2 separate regions of the Mus musculus genome follow, and region 1 is linked to region 2. Evidence: chromatin contacts called from public HiChIP or PLAC-seq data. All regions are on one chromosome and are shown on one strand. The core of a region is the stretch at or near the end of the contact, and the rest is flanking DNA. Distances in the headings are between cores, read along the strand shown. Region 1 has its middle 16 kb from the start of Gm32543. Region 2 overlaps Gm32543 (a long non-coding RNA gene).

Region 1 (4,119 bases), core at 396-2,895, 110 kb before region 2:
TTTGATATGGATCTTTGCAAAATGAGCCAGTGTTTTAATTCACAAATCCCAAGTAGTAATGTAAATATGGCTGGCACCTTTGACACTTTGTTGGCAGACATAGCAGAAAGATCACTCAGAGTGAGCCAGGGCAAAATGAACATAAAATATTAATCTCAGCATAATAAAAGCATTCAAATTTTATTTGACTGAATCATCTTAAATCACACTGATGCATGGGATGATTCCCTTTTTGCTTTATAATCCCCTGTGCTGATAAGAAATGCTCTGCTCAGGTGAGAATACTAACAATTGTATAATTTTATAATCTTATTCAGAACTCAAATATATATATATATATATATATATACACACACACATATATATATACATGCATATAAATATACATACATATTTATCAGTGGTTCTTTATATATATGTATAAGAACCATTGTGGATTTTTAATTGAGTTTCATATACTGACATCTGACATTCCTACTAAGAATTCATTTATAAAATAATAATGCAAGTAGCAAGGGCTGTAATCTCAGGCCTTGGCAGGTACAGGCACCAGGATTGTGAGTTCAGGGTCACTCTGGAGGGTTCAAGGGCATCCTGGGCTACATGAAAAACATGTAAAAACAACATAACACAAACAGAGAGCATGAATTAGTAAAGCGTTAGTGGTTTCTTAATTGGCTTTTGCTTTCTCACTCGAGTCTCTCTTCAGAACAGTTGAAAAACAAATGAACAAACAAACAAAAACTACACAAGAACTCTACATTTCCCTGGCCTAATGGTACCTGTCTTTAATCCCAGCACTCAGGAGGGAAGCAGAGGAAGGTGGATCTCTGAATTAAGGAGAGCCTGGTCTAGCTACATAGGACAGCCAGAGCTACACTGTAACAAAGACCCTGTCTCAAGAAGAAGAAAAGAAACAACATTTCTTGAAGACTGTCCTTCTTTCAACATTTTCCTTCACCTATCTATTAACTCACTCACTCACTCAGTCACTCATTCATTCATTCATTCATTCATGCATGCATTTATGCAGGCATGCATGCATTTGTTCAGCAGGGTTAACTTACTCCCTGTCACAAGCACAGTGCTTCTTGCATTGGGTTCTGTAGGAGGATACAAACAGTTTAACACATGATCCCCTTCTTCAGAGAGCATATGACTTGGGAATGCAGTACAGAAGAGAAGTAAACGACAAAGGGTGACTCAACTGTGTCTGAGATGTCACAATGCTCTGTGTGACTATGTGTCAAGAGAATGCCACTGATAGTAAACAAATGCTCTTCGTTCCTAAGAAGGAGAAAAGGCTGTGACAAAGGGAGGTTAGACAAGCCCTTGGGAGGTGGCCCAATTCTGTATCCAGCCTTGAAGGTGTGAAGTCCTGGGGAGTTGGAAGGACATTGTATGCATTCCAGTCGTGGCTCCTAGGAGCCTTTCCCCAGAGCCTGGGAGGTGGGGTGGAGGGGTGGGGTGAAGGTGGGAGGAACAGACTCTACCCCACCTTCCAGAGGCAAAGGTTTTGGGGTTTTGGATTTTCTTCACAACTCCACGTAACCTGCTAACATCATTTTGAAATAGCAAACTATCAGACAGTGATACTGGGTCAGCCTGGGGAAGCACATGTGGGCCTTGAAGCTCAATCAACTTTTTACTAGATGCTCTGTGGGAAACAAAGGTTCCAAGCACTGGTAGACGTTCCTTCCCTGTGCCTTCTTCCTGTTACCTCCCTTTATAAATAAAAATGGGTGGGGCTGGGGGTGGGTTAAACCAGACAAACAAGAAGCTCAGATTCTGTAGTTTTGCATTACTGTGTTTGTTCTGGTTTCCTGTCTGTCCACGGAGCTGTCCCCAGTCTGGATTCTGACCGTCCTCTGCTTTCTCCAGCTTTGCTGTACAGCTGTTCTGTGTCAGTGAGACTCGTCTCCCTCTCGCCAGTCCACCTTTTGCCTGACTTGCCCACGTTCAGTTCTCTTCTGCAGTTCACAAATCAAATCAATTTGTGATCTTAGTGGTTCCTCAAACATATAATCAATCAACAAATTGATGTTTTTTAAACTGCTCGCTATACCATCAATTGTTCTACTTTAAAACGTGAGCTTAAAGACACTATAGAGTTTTGTTATTATGGTACTGACATGAGCTACACTCAGCACCCAGAAAAGACAACCTGCTTTTTGTTTCCTAAATTGAATTTGCCTTTAAAGATAAAACCGGACATTAGTAAGTAGCCTATGCTGGCTATGACCGCCAGACCATTTTCCTCATGACATCACAGAGTGAATCCTGCAATTGTGTGGTTTGTTTTTTTTCCCATGTGAGTTACTCTGTAGAGCTTCAGTATGTTTACGTCCACCCACCTCTCTGACTTATCAAGATCATTTGCACTTCTATCCAGTTTTCCAAAGTGGGATGTACCACACCCAGTTTGATGTCATTACTGAACTTAATAATCATATTCTTTCCCATCATCAAAGTCGCTACTAAAAATAGCAATGGGGTAAGACCAACCTCTTTGGAATCCAGTGAGGTATGCATCTCTGGGTTCACACTAGACCATTGGTAATTACTACTGGGAAAAGCCTTCTAATCACTCATGAGTCTACCAGAAGAAGGTGATTTCAGAATGTAGCTCCTTAATTGGCCAACCACAAGCTAGACAAAGCCTGAACGTCACAATAGTCACAACTATTTAAGATCTTCTTCTGCGTGGTTTCTATCAGTCTTATGCATCTGAGGGATACCATTTGACTAATGTTCATGTAAGGTTTTTTTGAAGTATTTTTTTTCCCCACCATCTGTGATGTGTGTGTTCATAAGATTGTAATATGTTTCTGGATTTTAGATATTGAATTTTGTTAGACTTTTCCTAGCTTTCTGTTTTAAAAACATGCTCATTTTTTTCTCAGTCTACACACACACACACACACACACACACACACACCACACACCTCTCATCTTAAGTTTGTAAACATAATTGCTAGCGATTCTGTGATGACCTCATTGAAGTGCCATACCCTGATGTTTGCCAGTAATTGCTTATTCATTTCACCATGGCACTTCCAAGTCACCGACTAGCATATGCATTTGTGTATGATAATGATTTCCAACTTGTTGAGTGGAGTCATCTGAAAGGCTGAAAACACAAGGCTAAAAGCAATTTCTACGTCATGTTTGTCACTTCACCGGGAGAGACATGACAACTCAGAAAGAAAAAAAAACACAGAGGAAAGAAAGGTCAGTCATCCAGCTGAGACTTCCCTGGCAGTTAGCTGAACTGGTCTTTGCCATAACCTTTGGACTGCACCCATTTTGATTCAGAGGAGATCCTTTGTAGGAAAAGCCTTCCTGGGAATGTGGAATGTGGAAGTTTTGAGAAGAGGTCTGACTGAGAAGGGAAAGGGGATTTGCTAGAATGGTTGGAGGGAGAGAGATATGATAGGTTTGTACAAAAACAGATTGTTCTTGTCTCTATTCTGCGAAAGGGATTTTCAGCTGCTTCAGAAGGTATTCCGTGTATGAAGGGTATGTAAGGGAAGGTGTGTTGCTTAAAGGAGACGGTCCTGTTTTACCTGGCTGCCAAACAAAAGAGACTCTTAGCCATATGAGATTGGTTGCACAACTCGACTCCCCATGTCTTGGGATGAGAGCTCACATGAGAAACCAGTGTTTCTGGTGCTTAGGTTCTGAAAGGTTGTGTCTATAAGGCATCCATCCATATTTGTTGTGTGCACTGTGAGACAAATGGTGGTTGTAGATAATGTGCACAGAGGTGGAAGTAGAAGACTGGCTGGGATTTTCTTGTGAGACCATCTACATGCTGTTAAGGAACATGCATACCGAGGAGGCCCCACCTTCTCTTGCCATCTCTCTTCTCCCATTATGCATCCTTCTAGCCATGTGCATCCAGAGGCTAAGGCTGAATACTGCCTGACATGATGCTATTTTCTCTATAGCCTAAGCTGGTATCTTCAGTCCTGGAATGACCCTTAGACATGTCCATGAAAGAATGGCCCATCGCCTCCAGGAAGTCCTGGCAGCAATCTGGGTGTGCCTATAGGAGGCAATCGAATAAGTAGTATTCTCTTAACTTTCCCAACCAAATCACAGGACTAGTTTATTGTA
Region 2 (4,148 bases), core at 1,617-4,116:
TCATGTTCTTTGTTTGATTCTGAGGCTCTTAAGCAAGAGGTGATGGGATATAGTATGGTATTCATGAAGATGATGGGATATGGTATGGTATTCATGAAGATTTCAAAGATGTGGGGGTTTCTGTCAGTTGACCTATTTTACCAGTCATGCATTATGTAATGCAGAAAGTCTCATGCATACAGCAGAGCCATTAATGCATAATATGTTTTATGTATGTGCATTTATATGTTTATATATGTTTTTGATGCAAAAGCATATTTTTCCTAGAGGACAAGGGAAATGATTTGACTTTCATCAAGAGTGCATTTTCATGTAAGATTATAGTTAGATAACTTTAAGAAACTACTCTCTAGATTGAAAGTTCTTCACAGGAAGCATAGCAGGTTTAAAATCTATGAAGGTCTAGAAATGCAGTGCTCAGTTAGTAGAATGGTTGCTTAGCAAGCATACAGTACTGGGCTTGATCTCCAGTATCAAGTAAAACTGGGTATGGAGAGACACCTGTAATTCCATCCCTCAGGAAGAAGTACAGGAATATCATCTACATAGTAAGTTCAAAGTTAGCCTGGGCTGTGTGAGACCCATCTTTTAAAAAGTGTACTTATGTACAATAACAAATAAATCTCTTAGCCAGAGCAAGCAGGGACTGAGTAAGAGGAGTTGACCAGAGCAAACAGGGCCGACTGCAGGAAGTAGGATGGACTCGAGCGAGCAGAGGTCCTAAAAATTCAATTCCCTACAACCACATGCAGGCTCACAACCATCTGTACAGATACAGTGTACTCACATACATAAAATAAATAAACAAATCTTCAAAAGAGAGAGAGAACAAGGACAAGAATAATAAAATATTAACTTTATAACATATGTTCTGTTCTATTATTAGCACCTTTTCTTGCTACTCGCATAGGAAAGACTCCCTAGCAGCTTAATTGGTTCTTTTTGGTCACTAATTCAGGAAAGTTGGTGCAACAAGCAAAACACCCAATTTGCAACTTGCAGAAAGGTATATAGTAGGTGAACCTAACTTAATACAGTGTCAACATTCATAACAGTAAAGAGTTATACAGGAGTTCAGGCTAGCCTGGGCTATAATGAGATTCAGTCTCAAAAATCAACCAACCAACCAACCAACCAACCAACCAACCAACCAACCAACCAACCATTTTGGCACATTTTTATTAAATATTCTTTGTGAGCTTGGCACAGGTGAAATACTGTGTATATTAGAGGTAAATTTCTTTTACAGCCTATATTACAGTAAACAACAAACAGAGATAATAGAAGCTGTTGTCCCTGGTGCAAGTGATAAATAGACAATAATGTGGTGTGAGAGGGAGCTGAGGCTAACCCCAGGAACGTGCTTTGGAGCTCTGGCATCGAGCTTAAGGCCTAGGGGAGTGGAGAGTGTTCCAGGATGGGGTTGGGGCTGGAGTGGTGGGATCTGTTGTGAGCAATTGGTAGAAGTTGAAGGCAAAGAGAAGGGCAGGGCCTCAGCCTCAAACACCATGGTGAGGAAAATGAATTTCTGAGATTAAAACAAAGCGAAACAAAACTCTGAAGAATTTGAAGCACTCAGATTATTGTGTGTTAAGGAACAGAAGAGGTAAGTCATTTCTCCATCGCCAGTGAAATGAGCCAATTCAAACCCGATTAAAATATATTAAAGGCAGGTTTATTGGAAAGCTGCTCTTGGGTGAGTTCCCTGACCCCAGGGATGGCAACTAGGGAAGTCACCATCATGGGGTAATGGGTAGAAAGAGAGAAAGGGCTTGATGGGCAGAGAGAGAAAGAGAAGAAGAGGGAGGAAGGGAAGGAGGGAGGGAGAGAAAGAGAGTGAAAGAGAGCAAAATGTCTGGATTGTATAGGGAAGAGTCTCTGTGGGGAAGGGCAGCCCAGCTCCTGGACTGGAAAGTTCAGGATTGGGGACTTAGTATGCCAAGCAAGGACTAAGATGCTAGGAGAACCTGTAGACCAGATCTGCTTTGGAATATAAAATAGGCACCTTGGGCCCTTGTCTCTGGGTCTGAAACGAAACAAGAAGCAGAAACAGAAACAAGTCTCTAGAAGACAGGTGCTTATACCAAAGTGATGGGAGGGCACATGAGAAGAAAAAGCAGAGATCTTAAGTCCTGGTTTCCTGGGAGAAGCAGGAGTGTGTCCGGACATCTGACAAGAGTCCAGAGTTCTGTGAAACTGGAGAAACACTGAGGAGGTGGGGCAGGTAGCATGCAGGACTGCTTGCTGGCCAGTTGATAAAAAAACAAACAAACAACAACAACAAAAAAAAAAACCAGAGCAGGCCAGGCAGTGGTGGTGCACGCCTTTAATCCCAGAATTTGGGAGGCAGAGGCAGGTGGATTTCTGAGTTCAAGGCCAGCCTGGTCTACAAAGTGAGTTCCAGGACAGCAAGAGCTACACAGAGAAACCCTGTCTCAAAACAAACACACAAACAAAACAAACAAACAAACAAACAAAGCACGAGAGAAAGCCAGGAGCTGCGCAAAGACCTCGAGCATGTCTTTACCAAACCTCTGATAGCTTGAGGCACTGTTCCTATTAACCCCAACCTTTCAAATTTTACCTTTCCATTTGTTCCCCTGCCCACAAAGAGGAGCATGCTTAGAGCCAAGAAATTCAAGACAACTTAGAAATGTTTGTAAAGTGCCTCTACTAAAAGACACTTTGAAAACAACGTCTTCCTCCTATTCATAGGTTTGACACTCTCAACCAGTTGGGTTTTCTGTCTAGGAGAGCTGCTATTCTTGTTTCGTTCTTCTAGAACAGGTCATACATTTACAGCGAGCCAGAAGAACTTTGGGTGGAAAATGCAGCCCCCCACCCCAGTCCTGTTATCAGAACATAGCCAGCCTTAAAGACTGGGCTATCTGTTAGTCCTTTGGTATTCTAAACATGTGGGTGTGGGCTCTTCACTTGAGGGTGGCTGGCCTAAATTTGTAACCAAGCTTTTTTCCAAGTAGATTGTAGAAATGGCTGGAGAGATTCGACTTTTTGGTAATTCAATAAGAAGCTCAGTGCTTAGGCCAAGATAGTCACTATCCTATAAACTCATTAAGTCCAGAGTTTCTGTCTTCTAAGAATGTGCCAATGAAGCGAGGTGAGTGCTTTAAGAACAGCTAAACACAAACACAGAACTGAACTCAATTCCTTAGAGTGCTTTATGGAAATGACTTCTGAAGCTGTTATACACTCCTTTCTCAAAATCATTTGGGCCGATGATAGTGGCACCTGCCTTTAACCTCACTATTTGAGTTGGAGACCACCCTGGCTACACAGTGAATTCCCGGACAGCCAGGGCTGTTACACAGAGAAATCCTTTCTCAAAAAACCAAGACAAAAATCAACCAACCAACCAACAAACCAACCCACCCACCCACCAACCAACCCACCAACCCACCAATCCACCAACCAACCAATCCACCAACCAATCAACCAACCAACCAACCAACCAACCAACCAACCAACAACCAACCCACCAACCCACCAACCCACCAACATTCTTCAGTCATAGTTCTGCTTGTACTTGTGCAGGTCCCTTCTTTCACAGATGATTCCTTCAAAATTAGTTGATAATATTGGGGGGGGGGGAGTAGAATCATAGTTTTAGAAAGTCAAAGACCTGGGACAACTTCAGCCTGTGTTAAATTTTAAGTATAGGACAAGAAAATTCTAACAGGACACATATGTCCTGGAGCCATAACTCTAGGAAAAGATTTATCTATGAAGAATGGGCCCTTGTAGTATTAAAATGTGGAAATTCTTCTTCTCTTCCTCCTCCTCTCCCTCCTCCTCCTTTTTCTTCCTCTTCTTTTCCTTCTCTTCCTTCTCCTCCTTGAGACAGGGTTTTTCTGTATAGTCCTGGCTATCCTAAAACTTGATCTATAGACCAAGATATCTTCAAAATTAGAGATTTGCTGTTGTCTCATAACTTCTGGGATTAAAAGTCACCACTGCCTGGCTAAATTTTTTTGTTTTGTTTTTTGTTTTGCTTTGTTTGTAAATTCTTAGGTAGATGCTGTTATAATTATGTACAAGAATACCAAGCAGTGAGAAAAGATTTCATAGATGAACTCAATGACATGAAAGATGGTTCAGGCTATAAAATGTAGTGAAAAATTCTATATAAA

The links. HiChIP or PLAC-seq counts read pairs in DNA pulled down with a chosen protein or histone mark.
Region 1: an H3K27ac HiChIP or PLAC-seq map of extraembryonic endoderm stem cells shows a contact between it and region 2. The contact joins two enhancer-like sites. A contact is called at or near these places in 6 of 484 Hi-C or Micro-C datasets (bone marrow-derived dendritic cells, bone marrow-derived macrophages, cortical neurons and 3 more) and 5 of 115 datasets of contacts at active chromatin or transcription factors (CD8 T cells, bone marrow-derived macrophages, embryonic stem cells and 2 more).

What each region holds. Positions count from the first base shown.
Region 1 is chr10:17,695,172-17,699,290 of GRCm38.p6, reverse strand. No RefSeq gene overlaps it. Among named protein-coding and RNA genes, the nearest start is that of Gm32543, 16 kb to the right of the region's middle. Within about 2 kb of position 1,645, at least 43 of the 459 cell types and tissues checked have an H3K27ac peak or open chromatin away from gene starts, as enhancers often do. A contact at or near this core is called in extraembryonic endoderm stem cells, where this site is marked.
Region 2 is chr10:17,591,304-17,595,451 of GRCm38.p6, reverse strand. The region is part of intron 3 of Gm32543 (a long non-coding RNA gene); the gene reads left to right. Among named protein-coding and RNA genes, the nearest start is that of Gm32656, 66 kb to the left of the region's middle. Within about 2 kb of position 2,866, at least 9 of the 459 cell types and tissues checked have an H3K27ac peak or open chromatin away from gene starts, as enhancers often do. A contact at or near this core is called in extraembryonic endoderm stem cells, where this site is marked.